Linked DNA regions of Mus musculus: all the other regions are linked to region 5. A link is a contact called in public promoter capture Hi-C data. All regions are on one chromosome and are shown on one strand. The core of a region is the stretch at or near the end of the contact, and the rest is flanking DNA. Distances in the headings are between cores, read along the strand shown. Region 1 holds the start of Arf3 (ADP-ribosylation factor 3). Region 2 holds the start of Wnt1 (wingless-type MMTV integration site family, member 1). Region 3 holds the start of Prkag1 (protein kinase, AMP-activated, gamma 1 non-catalytic subunit). Region 4 holds the start of Kmt2d (lysine (K)-specific methyltransferase 2D). Region 5 holds the start of Endou (endonuclease, polyU-specific).

Region 1 (2,700 bases), core at 168-2,667, 1.0 Mb after region 5:
CCAACATGCCAAAGGCCAACCCAATGGCCACTGCAGCACACAGTGGGGATACTATCCCCAAACAGGTCTAAGACAAAATGGCAGCAAAGACAGTTCCCTATCCCCCTGCCTGGGGTCACAGATGGAGGTATGCAGAGACTAGATTCTATCCTGTTGCAATGACTCAAGCAATCAGACTCCTGCAGCAGATCTCCTCCCAATAAAACTTTCATGCCATGGACCCAAGGGTGACCCAATGCAACAGTGGCAGAGACGGGTTTTACATTACCCGTCTCCCTAATGACCTCACTATTTTCTTCTTAGTCCTGACCACATACATAACCCTCCACTACATTCTTCCTGGCCCAGAGACCCTCTCCCCCCCCCCCAAAAAAAAAAACAAGTCTCTCCAAAGAGTTACGACTTAACTAAAGGACCCTGAGGTTTTAACAGGGAACTTCACCTCCCCACCTCCCCCTCCTTCCTTCAAAAAGGACTGGCATGCTAAGCAAAGGCTTCATTTTCTGTTCCGGGAATCCTGGTACTTCCTAGAGAAAGAAAGCGGATTGGAAGACACAAACTCAGGGCCAGTGACAAGCTGCTCCCTCCTTCGGTGACACCGCCCCCGCTCCGCCTGGGGGAGGAAGGCCCCACCTCTCTCCTCCGAGCTAGCTCAGGTCCCCCTCCCCCGTCTCCAGCCTCCTCTCCACCCTCTCCCCACCTGCTGCCCTCTTCCCAACACCCCAGAGCAGAGCGCCACCTCCGTGAGGACCGTGCGCAGCCAGCCGAGCCCCACCAGTAGGCCCTGATACTAAGCCCCGGCCCCCCACGCCTCGCGCTGGGTGAGGGAGGAGAATAACCACGGCACGGCACGGCTTTTCTTTGGTTCCCCCACAGCTCGGGCGGGGGAGGGAGAGAGAAAAGGCAGCGTTCCTCGCAGCCCTTTAAACCCAAGGAAAAGAGAGCCAAACAGCCACACCGCCCCCGCGTCCCCCTCCCACAGGTCAGCCTGCCTCCCCCTCGTCCCCAACCCTCCCAAGCTCACCTCTGCAGCCCAGGTCGCACCCTCGGGGGAGGCGGAGGACAAATCCGTGTGCGCCCCCCGCCCCCACCCCAGCTCGGCGTCCTTCGGCTGCGGGGACAGGAGTGGGGCTGGGGTCCCCAAGCTCAGCGAGGATCACCCCCCACACCAGCACCTCGCCCAGACGGTGCGAGCCGGACCGCGGCCGGGGGCCTCGGGCTCCCACCCGGACCCAGCCTCTTCCCTGCCCGGACCCGCCTTCCCTCCCCAGCTCCGAACCTGTTCCTGCTCCCTGCGCCGCGGCTGCCACCGCCGCCTCCGCCCCCGCAGGTTCCGCCCGGCTCTCCGGCCGCTGCCTCCCGCTCCGCAAGCCGACCCGACCGCGGTGAAGATGGTCCGCTGGCCCGCTCCCCGGCTCCCTCCTGCCCGCCCTCCACCTAGCACCGGAAGCCGCGACGGCGACAGGAGCTGTGCGGCGAACACCCACCCCCAGCCCGGGCTACTTCCCACCTCCACGATCGCGCGAGAAGTGCGCGGTAGCGAGCGGCAGTTCTCGCGAGACCCATCACCATGGCAGCGGCTGCAGCAAAAGCAGCCGGTGCTGAAGCTGAGCCTAGGCGGGGGCCTGTGTGGGGGCTGGAGGATCGGAAGGCACGGCGTGTAGAGGGGGCTGTGGGCACTGAGGTGAGGCTCCCGAGCAGAGCGAGCTCCGGGACCTTGCCACATCCTGGCTGCGCTGGCCACAGGGCTCGGACCAGGGAGTCTCCGGGGTTTCTTAAGCAGAGCCCATGTGGAGCATGGAGGATGAAAACGGTTGCTGTATCCTGCTCTAGTCCAGTCTTATTCCAAATAAACAGCGCATCACTCGCACCCCACCTGCTAATCCGCTCTGCTCCCTAGTTCCTAAGGATGCTTTCTCTGAGATCCTTTCCCATAAAGGAAGAGGAGAAAGAACGATGCATTCCAGATACTAGAGGAAACATCTGGATGGGGTCGTCTAGGAGGTTGAGGCTGAAAGGCAGAGGGCAGAAACTCAGAGGCGGCTCTCATGAAGTCTCTCTAGATGAGTCTGGATTTTAGTATCCCCAGGAAAGCGCACCCAGGACCCCGCCTTCCTTCCCTGACACTCATCTTTTGACATGATGGAGACACTGCCTGAGACTCTAGCCACAAGCTATGTTAGAATCTGAGCTAGAAGGGTCCTCGCCAGAAACGGGTGCTCTTACCCACTGAGCCATCTCACCAGCCCCCACTGCGTTCTTTAAATGCATCAAGTATAAGAGCTTGGTGCAGCGTTATAACTCTTCTCTCCCTCCAAAACATAGGCTGGGAACAGAATCTATCTCTTGTCACATCTGTCTCTGGTTTATACCTTTATACCAGTTTGTCTTCTCTTGTTTACCTCAAAAATTACAGGACTGGCTGGGGGCGGTGGTGGCACAAGCTTTTAATCCCAGCACTGGAGACTAGGGTGCAGAGGCAGGTGGATGTCTGTGAGTTAAAGGTCAGTCTGATTTACAGAGCAGGCTCCAGAACAGCCAGAGATGGTTAACGAAGAGATGGACAGCAAGGAACTTGCTTATAACGAAGAGAATTATATTTGTCCCCACTCAGGACTCAATGCTGTTGAGAGCCTTTGTTAAGCTCTGGTTTTTGCTCGTTTTTCCCTCCATTTATTAACTCTGTGTGTGTGTGCTTGT
Region 2 (2,700 bases), core at 56-2,555, 1.1 Mb after region 5:
CGGGGCCTCTGGCAGAGCAGTCAGTGCTTTTAGCCACTGAGCCATCTCTCATTCCCCCCAATTATGTTCATCTTGAGTTGGGCAGGTACGGTGGCGGAATAGGCCTGTAATCCCAGCAGTCACTGGACCATCATGGGTTCTACATATTAAACCTTTATGTTAGGTAGGGTCACACAGCAAGATCCGGTCACAAAACCAGCAACAACAAAACCAAAAGGAGCCAGCTTCTTCCCACAAGCATTCTTTCCCTCAGGTCTTCAGCTCCATCTGACAGCTACTCGGCTGGTGGTCCTATCCTTTCTGAGCCTAGTTGCCAGAGAAACAAGCCCGGTTCATCTTCATGACTAGCACATCTAATGATAAGCACAGGTTGACTCAAGGTGCCATAGGGTGACACTAGGTACCCAGAGCGACAGAATGACACCTATGAGTGCACGTCGTTAATCACAAACACACACACACACACACACACACACACACACACACACTCATGCACCCACCTGCAAACACAATTGCAGCCTTCTGGACGTCTCCTGTCACAGCCCCACCTCCTTCCTGATACACTGCGTTAAGTGGTGACTGTAACAAAATGACTTCATGCTCTCCCTGTCCTGAGCCAAATTACACAATTATTTGGAAAGGGCTCAAAATGTTCTTCGTTAGAAGTTTCTGGATACACCAATACACAGGAGCGTGCACCCTCAGAACACATGTACACTTTGACTTAATCTCACGGGTGACACACCGACGCTTACACTCCCCCTAGCCCACAGAGGCAAACTGCTGGGCGCTTCTGAGTTTCTCACTGCCACCAGCTCGGTTTGCTCAGCCTACCCCTACACCCCACGCCCGGGAATCCCTGACCACAGCTCCACCCATGCTCTGTCTCCTTCTTTTCCTTCTCTGTCCAGCCGTCGGGGTTCCTGGGTGAGGAAGTGTCTCCACGGAGTCGCTGGCTAGAACCACAACTTTCATCCTGCCATTCAGAATAGGGAAGAGAAGAGACCACAGCGTAGGGGGGACAGAGGAGACGGACTTCGAGAGGACAGCCCCACCGGCGCGTGTGGGGGAGGCAATCCAGGCTGCAAACAGGTTGTCCCCAGCGCATTGTCTCCGCGCCCCCTGGCGGATGCTGGTCCCCGACGGGCTCCGGACGCGCAGAAGAGTGAGGCCGGCGCGCGTGGGAGGCCATCCCAAGGGGAGGGGTCGGCGGCCAGTGCAGACCTGGAGGCGGGGGCCACCAGGCAGGGGGCGGGGGTGAGCCCCGACGGTTAGCCTGTCAGCTCTTTGCTCAGACCGGCAAGAGCCACAGCTTCGCTCGCCACTCATTGTCTGTGGCCCTGACCAGTGCGCCCTGGTGCTTTTAGTGCCGCCCGGGCCCGGAGGGGCAGCCTCTTCTCACTGCAGTCAGCGCCGCAACTATAAGAGGCCTATAAGAGGCGGTGCCTCCCGCAGTGGCTGCTTCAGCCCAGCAGCCAGGACAGCGAACCATGCTGCCTGCGGCCCGCCTCCAGACTTATTAGAGCCAGCCTGGGAACTCGCATCACTGCCCTCACCGCTGTGTCCAGTCCCACCGTCGCGGACAGCAACCACAGTCGTCAGAACCGCAGCACAGAACCAGCAAGGCCAGGCAGGCCATGGGGCTCTGGGCGCTGCTGCCCAGCTGGGTTTCTACTACGTTGCTACTGGCACTGACCGCTCTGCCCGCAGCCCTGGCTGCCAACAGTAGTGGCCGATGGTGGTAAGTGAGCTAGTACGGGGTCCGCCACTTGTCCTGGGGCAAAGAGCCAGGCACGGGCCTTACCCAGCTCCCACGCTGTGGGGATCACCAACCTACAGACCCCCCTCGTGCATTGTGACTTCACATCCAGGGTGCTCACACCTAGAACTAGCTCTGCTGAAGTGGGGGCACATCATTGGCATGCAGAAGCCCAGATACACCAGGCTCAGAGACCATTCCCATTTAATACGACCCCGTTTCTGCTGAGCAACAGGTCCCAACCTCGCTGTGGTGGGTGCTCAGGTGTCCCTTAGGTCTTGAACCAAAAAAAAAAAAAAAAAAAAAAAAAAAACCAGATATTAGCTTTGAGGTGAGGGAGTGGAATTCCTAAGTTTTTCAAGGTGGGCAAGGCTGCAGGTGGGGTTTCTCCTCGGGGGCTGACTTGAAGAAAGGAAGAGCTAAGGTAGCCATGCCTTTTCTGTCCACTCACTAGACTCTGGAGCTCAGGGCCAGGCAAGGATAGGGTGGTACAGCCTGTATGGTTAGGATGCAGGTCCCCTCCCCTGGACTGAACCCTTATGCATCCCGCCAGGGGCATCGTGAACATAGCCTCCTCCACGAACCTGTTGACGGATTCCAAGAGTCTGCAGCTGGTGCTCGAGCCCAGTCTGCAGCTGCTGAGCCGCAAGCAGCGGCGACTGATCCGACAGAACCCGGGGATCCTGCACAGCGTGAGTGGAGGGCTCCAGAGCGCTGTGCGAGAGTGCAAATGGCAATTCCGAAACCGCCGCTGGAACTGCCCCACTGCTCCGGGGCCCCACCTCTTCGGCAAGATCGTCAACCGAGGTGGGTGCCCAGGAAAGCGACGCTTCCGGGATTAAGGGAAAAGCAGGGTCATCTCCAGGGCATAGGCGGGCGAAGGCAGGGAAGACATCCCAGGGTTATATGTGATCAAACTGAGAATCGCCTGGTGCCGGCAG
Region 3 (2,700 bases), core at 58-2,557, 1.1 Mb after region 5:
CAGCCTGGTCTACAGAGTGAGTTCCAGGACAGCTGCCAGGGCTACCCAGAGAAACCCTGTCTCAGGGGAGGGGAAAAAAAAAAAGCCCTAAGGACAGTACTTACTACAGTCTACCTTAACTAACAGCCTTCCCGGTACCTCTCATCTCTGTCTCTCTGTACTCCAGTATATATAAAGCAAAGGGCTAAATTCGTAAATATAGAGAAAAGTTGCTTTAGAACTATATACTCACAGTTCACTTATAATGTAAATAATACATTTACAAGTTAGAAACGTGTTGTTTTAAATTTAATGTAATCAAACTACTTTTGCTGAGAATGCTTTCTCTGTAGAAAAACAAAATCCTTGGTTAGAGGACCACCTGCATACCATTTTACCACTTTATCCTTCCTTCTTTATAAACTAAGTTACACTATTCCTCTGCACACAAAGGGGCGGGGGGGGGGGGAGGGGGAGAGAATTTACTCCAGGCCAAGTAACTGACTCAAAGAAAACGCAATTCTAAGAAGAGCGAACCTGCAAGTATTACATGGATATATGGTGGGGGAAGACAAACCCCAAGCTGCCCTCAGAAGATACTCGGTTAAAAACTACGGAGCAGGAAGTCGATGGGAGGGCCTTCGGAGTGGCAGAGAAAGCTCCTGCGAATGAGGTCGGTCAAACAAGTAAGTAGCAGATAAACCTACCGCATCTGTAAAGAGCCGAGCCGACGGTGCTCGCCAAGAACGAGCTGTCAACACGCATGCACAGCGTCACTGATCAGGACACGACCTAAACTTGTCCAGGGGACACAGTGGCCTCCTGGATTCCTTCCTTCGCGGAAAATTCAATTCTCGGGCTTAGTAAAGGAATGGAACCTCGCAGGATGCCAACAATTGCTTAAGCAATCGCACAAACGGGGTCCTGGAGCTCCCTGCAAGCCGGGCTCGCTCACCTAATACGCGGGATCACAACCCCGCTCTCATGCAAACTTCGGAAAGGACTTGAGGCACTCATGGGCAGGGGGCTCCAAGCTCACAACCCGCTCCCTATCTCTCAGGGTACCGCGGACCCCTGGCGGGCGGGCGGGCGGGCGGGCACGGGTGTGGCCCAGACCTAGGAGAGGCGCCCACCCGAGCAGAGGAAGGGGAGTCCCGGACTCCAGCGCCAAGCCGGGCCGGCCTTCCCCGGCTCCTAGCGGGGGGTCTCCGGCTCCACAGCGCCCCCCGCCGCCCTCCTGCGCCACTCACCGACTCCATTGCTAGCGCCCGCCAGTTCCTCAGCTTGGAAAGCTCCCTGGCGCCAGACCCCGCCCCACATCCGGTGCCGCGCACCACTTCCGCCTACGTCAGACCCCAGCCGCAGGGCGGAAGGCGGGGAACCCACCCTTCCGGCGGTGGCTGAGCCTGGTTTATTGGGTAACCTTCCTCTCCCAGCTCTCCAGGACCTTAAGATCTGGCCAACGGCGAGGGTCATGGGACAGAGGCACTTGTATTTAAAATGTTCTTTTTTTATTTATCGTTTAAAAACAAACTTTGAAGAAGCAAAATCCAAAACTTGCCCTTTGCCTCTCGCAACATAAATTATGTACAGTTCAGAATGATCGCTGATACAAAACATGCCAAGGACAGGGGCGCTGGGGGTGGAGGAAGAGAGAGCGCTTTAAAAAAGGGAACCATTTCATCCGTTGTCACGAAGGACCAACCTTGCTGTACAGGATACACACAACACAAAAGAAAGTTCTTCACGGGTTCACACTTGTCAGCGATTTATTTTTTTTTAAAGGGGGAGGGTCCTGGAGGTGAAGGTAGAAGGTAAAAAGGGAGAAACTGAAAATTGAGTGCAAGTGTAAACCAACCCAAAATACAAACACAGGGGGCGGGGTTGGGGGTGGGATTCTGATGCAATTATACAGGCAGGGTACTTTAAAAAAAAAAAAAAAACCAACAACAACCAAAATTCCAACCTTGTAGCGTGGGTCTGAGTTATAGTTTATATAAAAATTAAAAACTGTATAAGGTTTCTTCACTAAATTCTACAGGACTATCGGATACCTAGCATATGCTTACAAAGTCTGCCCCTTCTCCTTTCCCAGTTCTAGGGCCCAAACCCCAACCAGAGCCTGACTCACAGGAGACCATCTCCCCCACCTAATGCCTAGACCGTTCAGCTCTGTGGCTTTGGGGACAGCAAGCCCAGGTTCCCACTGTCTAGTCTAATTACAATGGTTTCCGTGGGAGTGTGGGGGAGTTGTTATTCTCAAACATTTGCAGCTTGAAACAGTTGAGGAAGCAGCTTTAAAAAAAAAAAAAAGAAAAGAAAAGAAAAAAAAAAGGCCAGAAAAAAAAAAAAAAAAAAAAAAAAAACCCAAAAATCTCCCTACCCCCATCAATCCACAATCCCCCAAATTTAAAACAAAACAAAAACCTAAAATCACAACAGCAACCGCCCTACCCCTCCAGCAGGCCTGCCCATTTGCCACCATCCAGCCCATCTCTACAATCCAGATAATCTGATTCTTGAAAATAGTAATTACAAAATGCCCTCTGCCCACAGCCCCTAGGAGAGAACTGCATAGAAGCGTCATTTCATCCCCTCGCTCCACCAGAGAGGGGTCTGAGGCCTCACACACCCTCTACCCTACCGCTACCCGCAGGAAGAGGTTCGTCTGCAGCACAAGCTTGGGGGGGGAAAGGAAGGGAAAGGAAGATAAGGGCACCA
Region 4 (2,700 bases), core at 147-2,646, 1.1 Mb after region 5:
TTTCTGAGACAATACTCAAGGAGACCTAGCAAATGTATTTTGGAGGGGGTGGAATGAGGGCGCAAAATGCACTAGCCAAATCCCTGCTGGGCAACATGACAGGTGTGAGAGAGGCTGTCCCCAGCCCGGGGCCCAGAGGCTGAGGCGGGAGGCTCATGCTGCACCCTTCCTGCTGTAGATACACACCCCTTCTCCCCAGCACCTCCTACCAGGGCTGGAAACACTGGCTTCCAGCAGAAAAGAGCACAAATAAAGTCATTTCTCCATCAAAGAGGCACAAGCTAGCCTACTCTGCAGAGCCGGGGCAGCACCTGAGAACTATTTACCATTCCGTAGCCAGAAAAGCATTGTAGAGATCTGGCGGGGGCTTTCAGGATTGGCCAGGGACTCATGGGCAGCTAACTCTACACTAGGCCCAGAGAAAGCAAGAGACAAAAGCCATTTTTTTGCAGCCCACATTCGTAGAGAACAGATCTCAACGGCCTCCTCTATAATCCCCCGGAGATTATGTCCATCCCAAGAGGAGGGGAAACGAAGCAGGCTAAGACACCACTAGGCCTTGCTGGGGTCACTTTGCCAGGCAGAGTAGTTAAGTTGAACAGCAGGGGCAGAGCTGCCCCAGCCCCACCTCCTTCATGCCCCAGCTCCCCTCTTCATCGCACCAGTTTCCACCCACCCTCCCCCCCCCCCCCCACCTCCCGGGTGAAGGACTCAGGGCTCCTTGAGTTTCCCACGGATTGTTTTGGGTGCCCAGGTAGGTAGGAACAACATTAAAGTCCAATCTGGCAGTATGTGGGACCTGGCAGTGGCATCCCCCCACCAAGTTGCTCTGTCCCAAGGAACCCTGGGGGTGGGGGTGGGGGACAACAGCCTGGGATTGGTGTTGGCATCAGGGCCTGGGTCCTAGTTTGGTCGAACTCCCTCAACACAAAAATAAACAGGCAGAGAGGCTATCTGGACATGTTCCCAAACTCCTGTAGTTCCCTGAACCCCCAATCTTTAAAGAGGCACACCCCAAGAAACCAGGCCTCGGTTCTGCCGTGGCAACTGGCTCAGATTCCCTTGACAGACCCTGCCAAAGGAACCCTCCCCAGCTCTGGCACCCCTTTCTCCAACCTAAAGGCCAGCCACCGGCCAAGATAGTCCATCTGGCTGTGCCCCTAGTCCAACCCTTTCTGGGCCCAGGCCGGGCGGACTTCACTCACCTCTTCACAGGGCGATCCAGAAATCCTCATCCGAGAACATGGCCAGAGCCCGGGCCGCTCCCCGACCTCCAACCGCCAGAGCGAGCACAGCCGCCCCCCACTCGGGGGGGCTTAGGGAGACCAAGAACGGTAAATCCAGGTCGGAGTGGTCACCCTTCCCCCGGGGGTTTAAAAAAAAAAAAAAAAAAAAAAGCAAAAATCCAACAGGGGTTCTCTGCCTCAGGTTCCAGCAGTTTAGGTTTCCATGAACAGCCCCAGGGCGGCGAATCCCGAGCGGACACAAAGAGAGCACCGGTGGCTTTGATCTTGGGCGAGCAGGCTCCGCATCCGCGTCGCGGGGCGGCCTCTCAGTCCTAGGGCCCGGCCAGCGCCCCGGCCGCCCGCGCCGGGCTCGGGCGGAACGTCGAGGCTCTCCAGATGGAACGTCGAGGCGCCTCCCCAGCAGCCCGGAAGGAATGCCGCGCCGCGCCGCGCCGCGCGCCGGGCCCGGATGGAACGTGAGCCCCTCGCAGCCGCGCCGAGCCCCTCTCCCCGCCGGGCCGGCGCCCCGGGGCCGCGCGAGCTACGGCGACGCGGAGCCGGCGGGGCCGAACCTGACACACACCCAGCGCCGGGCTCCGCGACCCCGAGCGTCCCCCCTCGGCGGCTTCGAGCCCCCCACCTTCTGCTCCCCCCGGGGAAGGGAGGAGGGTTGGTGGGCGAGGAAGAGGAAGGGGCGGGCGGTGCGAGCCCTCTGCCCGCTCCCCTCCGGCCGCTCCAGGCCCAGCGCTCGCCTCCCTTCCCCTCTGGCCTCGGGAGCTGCCCCGCCCCCGGCCTGGCCGCCTGTGGTCAGCGGCACCCCCTAGACCCCCGGCAGGCACTGATCGCGGGGGGTCTAGAGGTGCATGGTCCAACCCCGGCTCCCGGCGCCGGGGGGTCAGGAAACTGAGCGGAAAGTGGGGAACGAGGCAGCCATTTGCAACCGGAGAGGAAAGTAGTGCAGCGCGGCGCCGCTCCGCCTCCCCCCTCCGCCTCCTGCTCGGCCGGTAGGGTGGTTCCTGCGAAGAGGCTCTTTCCTCGCCTTGGAGCTGGGCAGCGATCGTAGAGACTCGTGGAGCGTCCGGCGCGAGATCCAGGGGGCCCTTTTGCCTGGGGAACCCCACTCGAGAAGGGGAGAAAGGAGAAGAGGAGGCCCTATTTTGTGTTGGAGCGGGGCGGCGGAGGGGTACAGCCCTCTTGGAGGAAAGGCTGTGACTCTGCAGTTCTACGCACACGCTCCGGGATCCCTCCGCTGCAGATTAACCCCGACTGCGCCAGGCTGGCCGCCGGGCAGACACGTGGGAATAAAGCCCCCCTCTTCTTCGCCACGGCCCAGGAGCTGCCTCCTTTACCTTCTGGGTGGTAAAGCTAGGATTCTGGCCACTTTTTAATTCTGTTCCCTAAAGTCACTGACCCTTGGAACTCCTTTCTTTGGCTGGGGGACAATCTTTGCCAAGGGGGGGTGGGGGGTGAAAAG
Region 5 (2,700 bases), core at 131-2,630:
CAGCCCTAGTAGCCCAGGGCTGCCTGAACCTCTAAAACCACTACAGCCATACCCTCGGGGACCTCCTCCAAGGACCAGATGTCTCCCACGCAGTCCTATCCCAAGCTCCTTGACCATCCATCCTCCTACACTAGTTAGTCCCACACGCTCTCCTCTATTCCCTCAGTGGGCAGACCTGAGGTAAGGTCCCGAGCTTACATAGGCTTCTTTCTTCTTCTTTCCCTTCCTCCTCTTCCATTCCAGCCCTAGGCAGAGCTGAGTCCTCGAAGAGATGCCTGTAGTGTTGAGAGCCATGGGAATGGCTTTTCCCCTCCATGCCTTCCCTATTTAGGAATCCCCCTGGGGTTTCTCTGTGCGTCCCCTGATGGGGAAGATCGCAAAATTCAGCTCCTCCTAGAAATCTTTATGCTACAGACCCAACAAGTCCCAACGGGCTGAGCCCTCGACTGCTCCTCCTGCCTTGACTTATCAGATCCTGTCCAGAGTCCGAGGCAGGAACACCCTGGGAGGCTGGAATGGCAGGAACTCTGACTCTCCTGGAGCTCAGCTCCCTCCCTTGGCTCTCCTCCCTACCACCCACTAGTCGCTAATTAACACAGCAGTAGCAGCTTTTGCACAGTTACAGAACAGGACAGTGTCCCTTTCCTCTTCCAGTCCCCATCTCCTTCCATCACTACCTGCAAATGCAAGGCCCATCCCTTCTCTACCTTTCAGCTCCCCTAACCTGGGGCAACCCCACCCCCACCCCATCACACTAACCAGTCATTTGTTCTTTCCCAAGTAGGACAGGGCTCACCTCTGAGTCAGGGGCTTTGGTTTCCTCCTGAGCCCACCCATCTCCTAACTCCCACCTATCACCAGGCAGCTGAAGAGCGAGTGACCAAGGGCATCCAGGTAACCCCAACTCAGCAACCTCCTTCCCTTCCAAACCATGTAGTAGCCCCAAGAAAACAAAACCTCATCCAAGTATGGAGTCTGGTTTTTCTAGTGATGTTGGAGCTGATCCTCCAAGATCTCAGCTCTGCAATCCCTCCACATCATTAGCCAACTTCAGAGCCTGATCCTGCAACCTCAAGCAAGGGCAGGTCAAATGGTCCACTGGGTTAGGACATCATTCATCCTGTTATGCCCCAGCACTCTGTTCTTTAGGCAACCCAGCCTACGCCCGTGCCCACCAGAGAATGACTTACCAGCCCAGGCTAGACCACAGAGCATAGCCACTATAAAAGGAACACGGGCCTTCATGATGCCACCTGCAGCAGAGCGGCCGTTGGACTTCCCACCACAATCAAGATGAACGTCACAGTGCCCAGATGAGCCGTATCCCTCAGGCCGATCCTTTTAAAGACACCAGGACTTGTGGATCTGGTGTGGCTGGATCCTTCCAGGAAGGAAAGGGGGGAGGGAGGGATCACAGATGGATAGGAGGTAGAGAGGAGGAGGAGGGGGAGGGGGAGGGGCCCCACAGCTGTTTGAAGCCTAAGAGAAGGTGACTAAGCAGGCAGGTCATGCCAGATGTTTAAAACAGGTAATGCTTGCTATTTGTAGCTGGAAAATAGGCCACACTAGCAGACGCAGCAAGATGAACCTAGTTTGGCAGGTTCTCTATTCAAGTGAGGAGCACTAATGTGTTCCTCTTTGGATGATCTATTTTAAACACCCACCTACCCCCAGTCCCAGACCTGGCCTGCTGGAGACTGTAGTTCTAGATTCCCATTCGAATGGCGGTGGTCACATAGCTGGTGCGTTTCTCATTCAGTATAGAAATCCCTTCCGTGATCCCAAGTGCTTGTGGGATTTTCCCTTGGGTGTCATCATGCTTGAAGAGGTAGAGGTGCATCCTCTCTGGACTGCTCATCTCCCCTCACAGATCTCGTTCTTAACCCCTAGGACTTTATAGCCTAAGATGGACCAGCACAGAGAAAATTAGTTAAGGGATCTGGAGGGAAAGACAGCAGGACACTAAGTCAGCAGTCATCAGCTCGTTCACGCAGAGGTAACTTGGGGAGAAACTTGGATTTCCTTCTGGCTAGGTTTTACAGCAACTTGGCACAAGTTAGGGTCATCTGCGAAGAAGATGCCCCCATAGGCAAACCCGTGAGGCGTTTCCATGGTGGATGACTGACATGGGAGGTCCAGCCCACTGTGGGCGGTGCCAACCTTGGCCACGTGGTCTTGGGTTGTATAAGAAAGCAGGCTGACCAAGTCACGGGAGCAAGCCAGTGAGCAGCGTTCCTCCATGGCTTCTACTTAAGTTCCTACCTTAGGTTCCTGCCCTCAGTGATGAGTTGTGACTGGAAGATTGTAAGACAAATTAAACCTTTTCCTCTTCAAATTGTTTCGGGTCGTTTTACCACAGCAATAGAAACCTTAATTAAGACGGATGCTCACAGCATTGTATACAAGCACCCAGAAAAGGTGGAATGCACCCCCAACAGGATTTTCTATCTGCTGGTCATCTAGGAACCCCACCGCTTCCCCTCCTCGGCTCTCTTGCAGCTAGATGCTCACTTAGGCTTCTATCTTGACAAGCTTTTCCAGGGAGCCACTATGGAAACTCCAGAAAACTGGGACCAGCGTGGGGAAGGATCCAGGGAGGTGCATGGTGAAGGGTGAGGGGAAAGAATGCTAAGGGAAAGAGGCCAAGGCTGCTAGGGCTCAGGGCAGGCAGCCATCAGAAATGTTGGAAGTGGGTATCCT

What was found. Promoter capture Hi-C pulls out the DNA fragments that hold promoters and counts their contacts.
Region 1: a promoter capture Hi-C map of pre-B cells shows a contact between it and region 5, with 3 times the contacts expected there. The contact joins the promoter of Arf3 here to the promoter of Endou in region 5. A contact is called at or near these places in 2 of 39 promoter capture datasets (the 3T3-L1 cell line and pre-B cells).
Region 2: a promoter capture Hi-C map of pre-B cells shows a contact between it and region 5, with 6 times the contacts expected there. The contact joins the promoter of Wnt1 here to the promoter of Endou in region 5. A contact is called at or near these places in 2 of 39 promoter capture datasets (the 3T3-L1 cell line and pre-B cells).
Region 3: a contact with region 5 is called in a promoter capture Hi-C map of pre-B cells, with 2.7 times the contacts expected there. The contact joins the promoter of Prkag1 here to the promoter of Endou in region 5.
Region 4: a promoter capture Hi-C map of pre-B cells shows a contact between it and region 5, with 4 times the contacts expected there. The contact joins the promoter of Kmt2d here to the promoter of Endou in region 5. A contact is called at or near these places in 2 of 39 promoter capture datasets (the 3T3-L1 cell line and pre-B cells).

Annotation. Positions count from the first base shown.
Region 1 is chr15:98,761,701-98,764,400 of GRCm38.p6, forward strand. It overlaps Arf3 (ADP-ribosylation factor 3), which reads right to left and starts at 1,418. Exons shown (of 5, transcript NM_007478.3): 1 at 1,280-1,418. LOC115488470 reads right to left here and starts at 346. Exons shown (of 1, transcript XM_030248862.1): 1 at 1-346. The coding sequence starts at 212.
Region 2 is chr15:98,788,552-98,791,251 of GRCm38.p6, forward strand. It overlaps Wnt1 (wingless-type MMTV integration site family, member 1), which reads left to right and starts at 1,306. Exons shown (of 4, transcript NM_021279.4): 1 at 1,306-1,741; 2 at 2,313-2,566. The coding sequence starts at 1,638.
Region 3 is chr15:98,830,201-98,832,900 of GRCm38.p6, forward strand. Prkag1 (protein kinase, AMP-activated, gamma 1 non-catalytic subunit) reads right to left here and starts at 1,308. Exons shown (of 12, transcript NM_016781.2): 1 at 1,230-1,308. The coding sequence starts at 1,238. It overlaps Kmt2d (lysine (K)-specific methyltransferase 2D), which reads right to left. Exons shown (of 55, transcript NM_001033276.3): 55 at 1,469-2,700.
Region 4 is chr15:98,869,809-98,872,508 of GRCm38.p6, forward strand. Kmt2d (lysine (K)-specific methyltransferase 2D) reads right to left here and starts at 1,397. Exons shown (of 55, transcript NM_001033276.3): 1 at 1,206-1,397.
Region 5 is chr15:97,730,025-97,732,724 of GRCm38.p6, forward strand. It overlaps Endou (endonuclease, polyU-specific), which reads right to left and starts at 1,381. Exons shown (of 10, transcript NM_001168693.1): 1 at 1,191-1,381. The coding sequence starts at 1,245.